Linked DNA regions of Mus musculus: region 1 is linked to region 2. The links are chromatin contacts, called in public ChIA-PET maps. All regions are on one chromosome and are shown on one strand. Each heading gives the region's core, a stretch centred on a gene start, on an enhancer-like site or on the middle of the called end of the contact. The rest is flanking DNA. Distances are from core to core; before and after follow the strand shown.

What was found. ChIA-PET counts read pairs in DNA pulled down with a chosen protein or histone mark.
Region 1: a contact with region 2 is called in an RNA polymerase II ChIA-PET map of memory CD8 T cells, with 5 read pairs. The contact joins the promoter of Eif1ax here to the enhancer-like site in region 2. A contact is called at or near these places in 1 of 39 promoter capture datasets (pre-B cells), 1 of 15 datasets of contacts at CTCF or cohesin (CD8 T cells), 2 of 115 datasets of contacts at active chromatin or transcription factors (embryonic stem cells and memory CD8 T cells) and 2 of 9 other capture datasets (adipose tissue and macrophages).

What each region holds. Positions count from the first base shown.
Region 1 is chrX:159,370,731-159,373,430 of GRCm38.p6, forward strand. It overlaps Eif1ax (eukaryotic translation initiation factor 1A, X-linked), which reads left to right and starts at 1,448. Exons shown (of 7, transcript NM_025437.5): 1 at 1,448-1,685. The coding sequence starts at 1,670.
Region 2 is chrX:159,054,921-159,057,620 of GRCm38.p6, forward strand. No RefSeq gene overlaps it. Among named protein-coding and RNA genes, the nearest start is that of Rps6ka3, 200 kb to the right of the region's middle. Within about 2 kb of position 1,296, at least 19 of the 459 cell types and tissues checked have an H3K27ac peak or open chromatin away from gene starts, as enhancers often do. A contact at or near this core is called in CD8 T cells and memory CD8 T cells, where this site is marked.

The DNA.
Region 1 (2,700 bases), core at 198-2,697, 320 kb after region 2:
TTATTGCCAGAATGGAGGGGTAGGTGTGGCTGTCAGAGGACAACTTTATGGAGTTGGTTCTCTCCTTCCACGAGTTCCAGGGACTCAACTCAGCTTGCCTGACTTTCCTGGTACATGCTTTTACCTACTGAGCCATCTTGCTGGCCCCAATAAACCTAGTTTGAAGTGAAGTTAGTTGTTCTGAGAATCTATGCAGTATTCCTTTGCTGGAACCACCAGAATAAAGAATGGGAGAGCGAGTTGTTTAAACATCAAAAATGTACGTTCTCTTGACTGTGTTGTGTGTTTTGTAGTCAGGGTCTTACTATGTAGCCCAGGCTAGCCTGGAACTCACTATGTAGCCCAGCTTTCCCATAGATTTGCAGGAATCCTCTTGCCTCAGTTTCACAGGTGCTAGGATTATAGGCATGAGTACCAGGCCCACCTACTATTTTGCTCAGTTTTGAAGATTCCAAGTCTAAAGTCAAGGTAGAGACAAATCTGGCTTCTTCTGAGGTCTTCATGGCTTGCAGATGATTACGGGCTCAGGAACTGGTTGTTCTTTTTTATGCCTCATTATGCCTAGGTACTAATTGCTTTTGTTTTGGTTTTGGTTTTGAGTTAGGGTCTCACTCTGTAGCCTTGGCTGGCCTGTAACTCATAGTTTACTTTCCTCTGCCTCCACAGTACTGGGATTAAAGGCCTATGTTACCATGCTAACGTCAAGTCTTGGCATCAAGTCTTAAGGATCTCATTTCAATATAGGCTCTTTAATGATCTTATATCCAAACAGAGTAATATACATACAGGTTAGAACTTCAGCATGAATATTGGGAGATTTGGACCCTAACATCGACTTTCTTCCATTCCTTTTATCCTATGTCTGCTGAGCAACCTACCATGTGCAGGCATTCTGTTGAGCATTATAAACAGACTTAGCTACAGTGAGTTAGGGACAAGATTTATTTTTAAGTATCATGCAAATATTCTATTAAAGTTTGGAAGAGGATGGCAGAAGTGCCTTCTCTCCTTCCCCCTTAGATTTCCAGCTTGGTTGGGCTGGTGAAAGGGCCCCATTAAAACTCAACTCTGAGGTTAGTGAGTCAGCACCTTGTCAAGCCTGGGGCTCACTTGGCTAGGAAGCCGAGATGATGCCCAAGCCAGCAGCCTGCACCACCTCAATTTCCCCTCCTCTCCTCCAAGCCTCCACTGTGACGCAGGGCCCGGGCCCCTCCCGCCCGGGCCCCTCCCGCCCCCTTCCGGACGCCGGAGGCCCCACTCCACCTACTGCGTGCCCACTGGCAGCAGTGAACGCCTCCCTGGCAGGCTTCTCCCTAGGCTCCCACCCTAGGACTGCCCCTTGGCCACGCCTGCGCCTTAGAGTCGCGGGAGGCTGGGCTCCGCGGGCGGGCGGGCGGGCGGGCGGGCGGGCGGGGGGGGGGAGGAGGGCGGGGAGGAGGAGGAGGGCGGGGAGAAGCCCCGCCCGCTGCCGCGACGCCATTTGCCACTGCCGAGCGTGGGCACGGGAGGCTCTCGCAAGCACGGGTGACCAGCCTCTCCTGAGCACGCTTCCCGACCTCCCGCACGGTCTTCGTGGCGCGCACTTCTCGGCGTTGCCCGTCGGAGTCACCGCAGTTCCTGCCGCCAGCCTGAGTGCGGTCCCACACGCTGCCAGCCAGTCTTTGCGGCCATGCCCAAGAATAAAGGTAAGGACGCCGCCGCCGGGACCGGGGCTCTGCTCCCCGCCGGCTCCCTGGCGCTGCTCTCGGCCTCGAGGTCAGCCCAGGCCTCAGTGACCTTCCTGCCATCTTTTCTTGCCTCTCCTCGGGCTGCATTCTCTGCGTCCTACTTGGAGCTGGGCAGAAGCGCAGGGAAGTTACTCCTGGCTCCCAGTTTGGCCACATTGGGGTGGAGCCGACGCCATTTTTTTTTGTAGGGCCTCCTGTGTGAGAATATGGGCTCGTGCCCCCGATTCGCGCCACATTGACCGCGGCGCCCGGGGGACTCATGGGAACACCTGCCTCGGACTTCTTGGGCTCCCAACACCTGGGGAGTTAAGCCCTGGGAGCCAATCTGAACTTTGAAAAAGGGTGATGCCTCGCTTGCTTTCGTGCCCATCTGGCACCTCCTCCCTAGGATTTTTTATGGACACTTAGTTGGTACTGGTGAGGCCGCACCCGTGTAGCCAGTGGCCAGTACTTTGATGCATTCGCAAATTTCATCCCTAGAGAATCACTTTGCTCCATAGTTTTACCGGGGCTTAACTTTTTCCACAGAGCCCTTGACCCACATTGAGCCAACTTTTCCACGTTTGCTTCTGATCGTGTATATATTTTGATAAATAAAAAAATGATTACAAATTCTAAGCAGAAGTGCAGCGTTCCTAAGATCATTCTCATTTTTATATATTTACAGTATTTTGTGGTGTTTTTTTTTTTATGGGATCAAATCTATCTTTACCAGCACTCTACCGCTTTGCTTTGCTCTGTCTGTCTCCAGGCTGCCCCGGAACCCTAAACTAACATTGAACTTGGGATTCGCTCGCCTCAGCTTCCCGAGTAGCTGGCATTACAGGCTTGCTATATTCGTTGTCCTCGTAATTTCTCAAAAATATAAAGTACAAAGTAGTGGAAAGCTTTTATTTCCCACAGGAGAGGAACACATTACACAGGATGAACTTGGGTGGGGGGAGGGGCGCACACCTTTACTCCCAGCACTAGG
Region 2 (2,700 bases), core at 46-2,545:
ATAGGAACTCCACAGGAAGACCAACAGAGTCAACTAATCTTGACTCTTGGGTCTCTCAGAACCTGAGCCACCAACCAAATAACACACACGGGCTGGACCTAGGCCTCCCTGCACAAATGTAGCAGATGTGCAGCTTGACCTTCATGTGGGTCCCAAACAACTGAAGTAGGGGCTATCTCAAGCACTGTTGCCTGTCTGTGGATCCTATTACCCTAATTGGGCTGCTTTGTCTGGCCTCAGTGGGAGAAGTGCCTAGCCTTGCAGAGATTGAAGTGCCAGGGTGAGAGGATACCCAGGGGACTCCCACCCTCTCAGAGAAGAAGGGAAGTGATATAGGGGGAAGGATTATGTGAGGGGGAGACTGGGAGGGGCAGTGAGCAGGATGGAAAGTGAATATTTTTTAAATAGTAATAGATAGATAGATAGATAGATAGATAGATAGATAGATAGATAGATAGATAGATAGATAGATAGATAACTCTAGGCATTGTGATGTATACTTACAACCCCAGCACTGGGAGGCAGAGCTAGGAGGATCCTTAAGAGCCTCTAGCCAGAAAGTCCAGCTTACTTGCTGATTTGCAGGCCAGTAAGGGACAGTATCTCAAAAATAAGGTAGACAGCACTTGAGGGATGCCACTTTAGGTTTCCTTTTGACTTTCACATATATGTTCACATATATACACAAGCATCTGCAAACACAAACATACACATGTGCACATATTCAAAAAAAAAGAAGAAAATCCACCGATGTTAAGTGCATTTCCAAGGATTATTAGAAAGAGAGCTATGGCCACAGAAAAATGAACAATAACAAAAATAAAACAACAACAACAAAAAACCCTCAGACTTCAAGCCTCATGTTGTTGCATCACACTGAAATTAAGTATGTCCGTCCAATTATTAACAGTGTAGATAGGAAGTATTTCTGTGCTCTGCATGTACAGAGTACCCATATTTACTTCAAAGAGTTCAACTGAACAAACCACCAGTCTGCCCAAGAAAAAAACCACCTCCAAGTATACCTTTTAGTTACTTAGGGTAAGAATACTTTTTTCCCTATATTTTTAATCACAAATCATTTGCCCACAGGTTTCTCTGTCTCATCAATGTTTCATGAAATGTTTCTAGCGTATGCCGGTTGTGTGCTGCAGACTGTTGAAGTATGATCTGAGACTTCTGCAGATTTCTACACTCTGAAACGACAAAAATGTTTGTGCAAGCTCCTGGCTATCTCCTAAATCATAGTTCCTTTTAAGAGCAACTTATTTCCTGTTCAGGTCCACACACCACAACTTATCTGCTTTTCAACTTTTACCAATGTTTTCTCTTTCACTTACAGCCACGTCTAACAAAGAAACATCTTTTAACTGCTTTGCACCCGATGTAAGTGGAGAACATAAAAACCGCACCAGGGTTGACAGGCTAGGCGGCCAGCTAAACTTAGTGATTAAATGATACAATTGCTATACCACAGCCTCAGAAAGTAGAATTCAAACTGCCAAAACAAGAATCTGGAATGGCAGATGCCCTCAACTTTCCTACCAGATTCAGAAACTGACTCATCTTTAGAGAGTCTAAAGCATAAAACAATGTCTGGACCCTAACAGGTACTCAACAAATAGTAACTAACCAGACTCTGAATTCTCCTTCTGCAGGACAACAAGGAAAGTGCATAGTCATTGAATGAAAGATACCCTTATCTCTTATGGTTACTGGACCATCTACTAGCTGTTCTCCATTCAAGAAAAAGTTATTATTTGTGCATAGTAACTAAGCATCACTGGGCCTCAAGTGTTTTCTAATATATTAGTATCTAATTCAAAGTTTGGTCTTTTTTACATAGAGGATTTTTAACTGCAGAGGAATGAGGCTCAGATCATCAGTGAGGTAGGATGACACTCAACCAACTATAAAAATCTCAAGAAGGATTAGAAAAGATCCCCCTGAAAGTCATCTAATAAATGTCAAAAGCTTTCCTCCATGTTTTAACCCTTTGAACCCAACAATTGCACATCTGGAAATTTCACCTTAGAAATAACAAAGGATGACTATGTATGAACTCACAAATATTTAGTAAAAATATAAAGAACACATGTTTTACTTGACAAGTGATATTAGAGGATAGTTCAAAGAAAAATAACAAAAAGTAATAATAACAGGAAAGAAATAGAATGGTAAGATGATATTTCCTCCCATTAATTAATCTGGCAGAATTAAAAACTTCAGTTAAATACCTATCATTGTCAGGGATTGAGAGTATGTAATAGGTACCCTTGTTTTGAGGTTACTTGCCTGAATGTATTGAAGTTATAAATGTCCATACTCTATAACACAGCTATTAGATCTTCAGGCATCTATCATATAGAAATGCACATGTACAAAATCTCCAGAAGTAGATATAAGAATACTGGTTACAATTGCCATTTATTGTTTTTAAAAATTACAAACAGAAGGTCTACAACTATTACCAGGAAAGTCTATATTATGTCATGTCAGTATTATGGAACAACTTGAATCCATTTTTTTTTTAAAAAAACAGTGTGTTGGGACTGGAGAGGTGGCCTGGTGAGTGGTGAACACTAACTACTACTTTTGTAGATGGCCTGGGTCTGATCTCCAGCATGCACATCACATAGCTTACAACCACATATGTCTCAGCTACAAAGTTTCTAATACTGTCTTCTTAACCTCCATAGG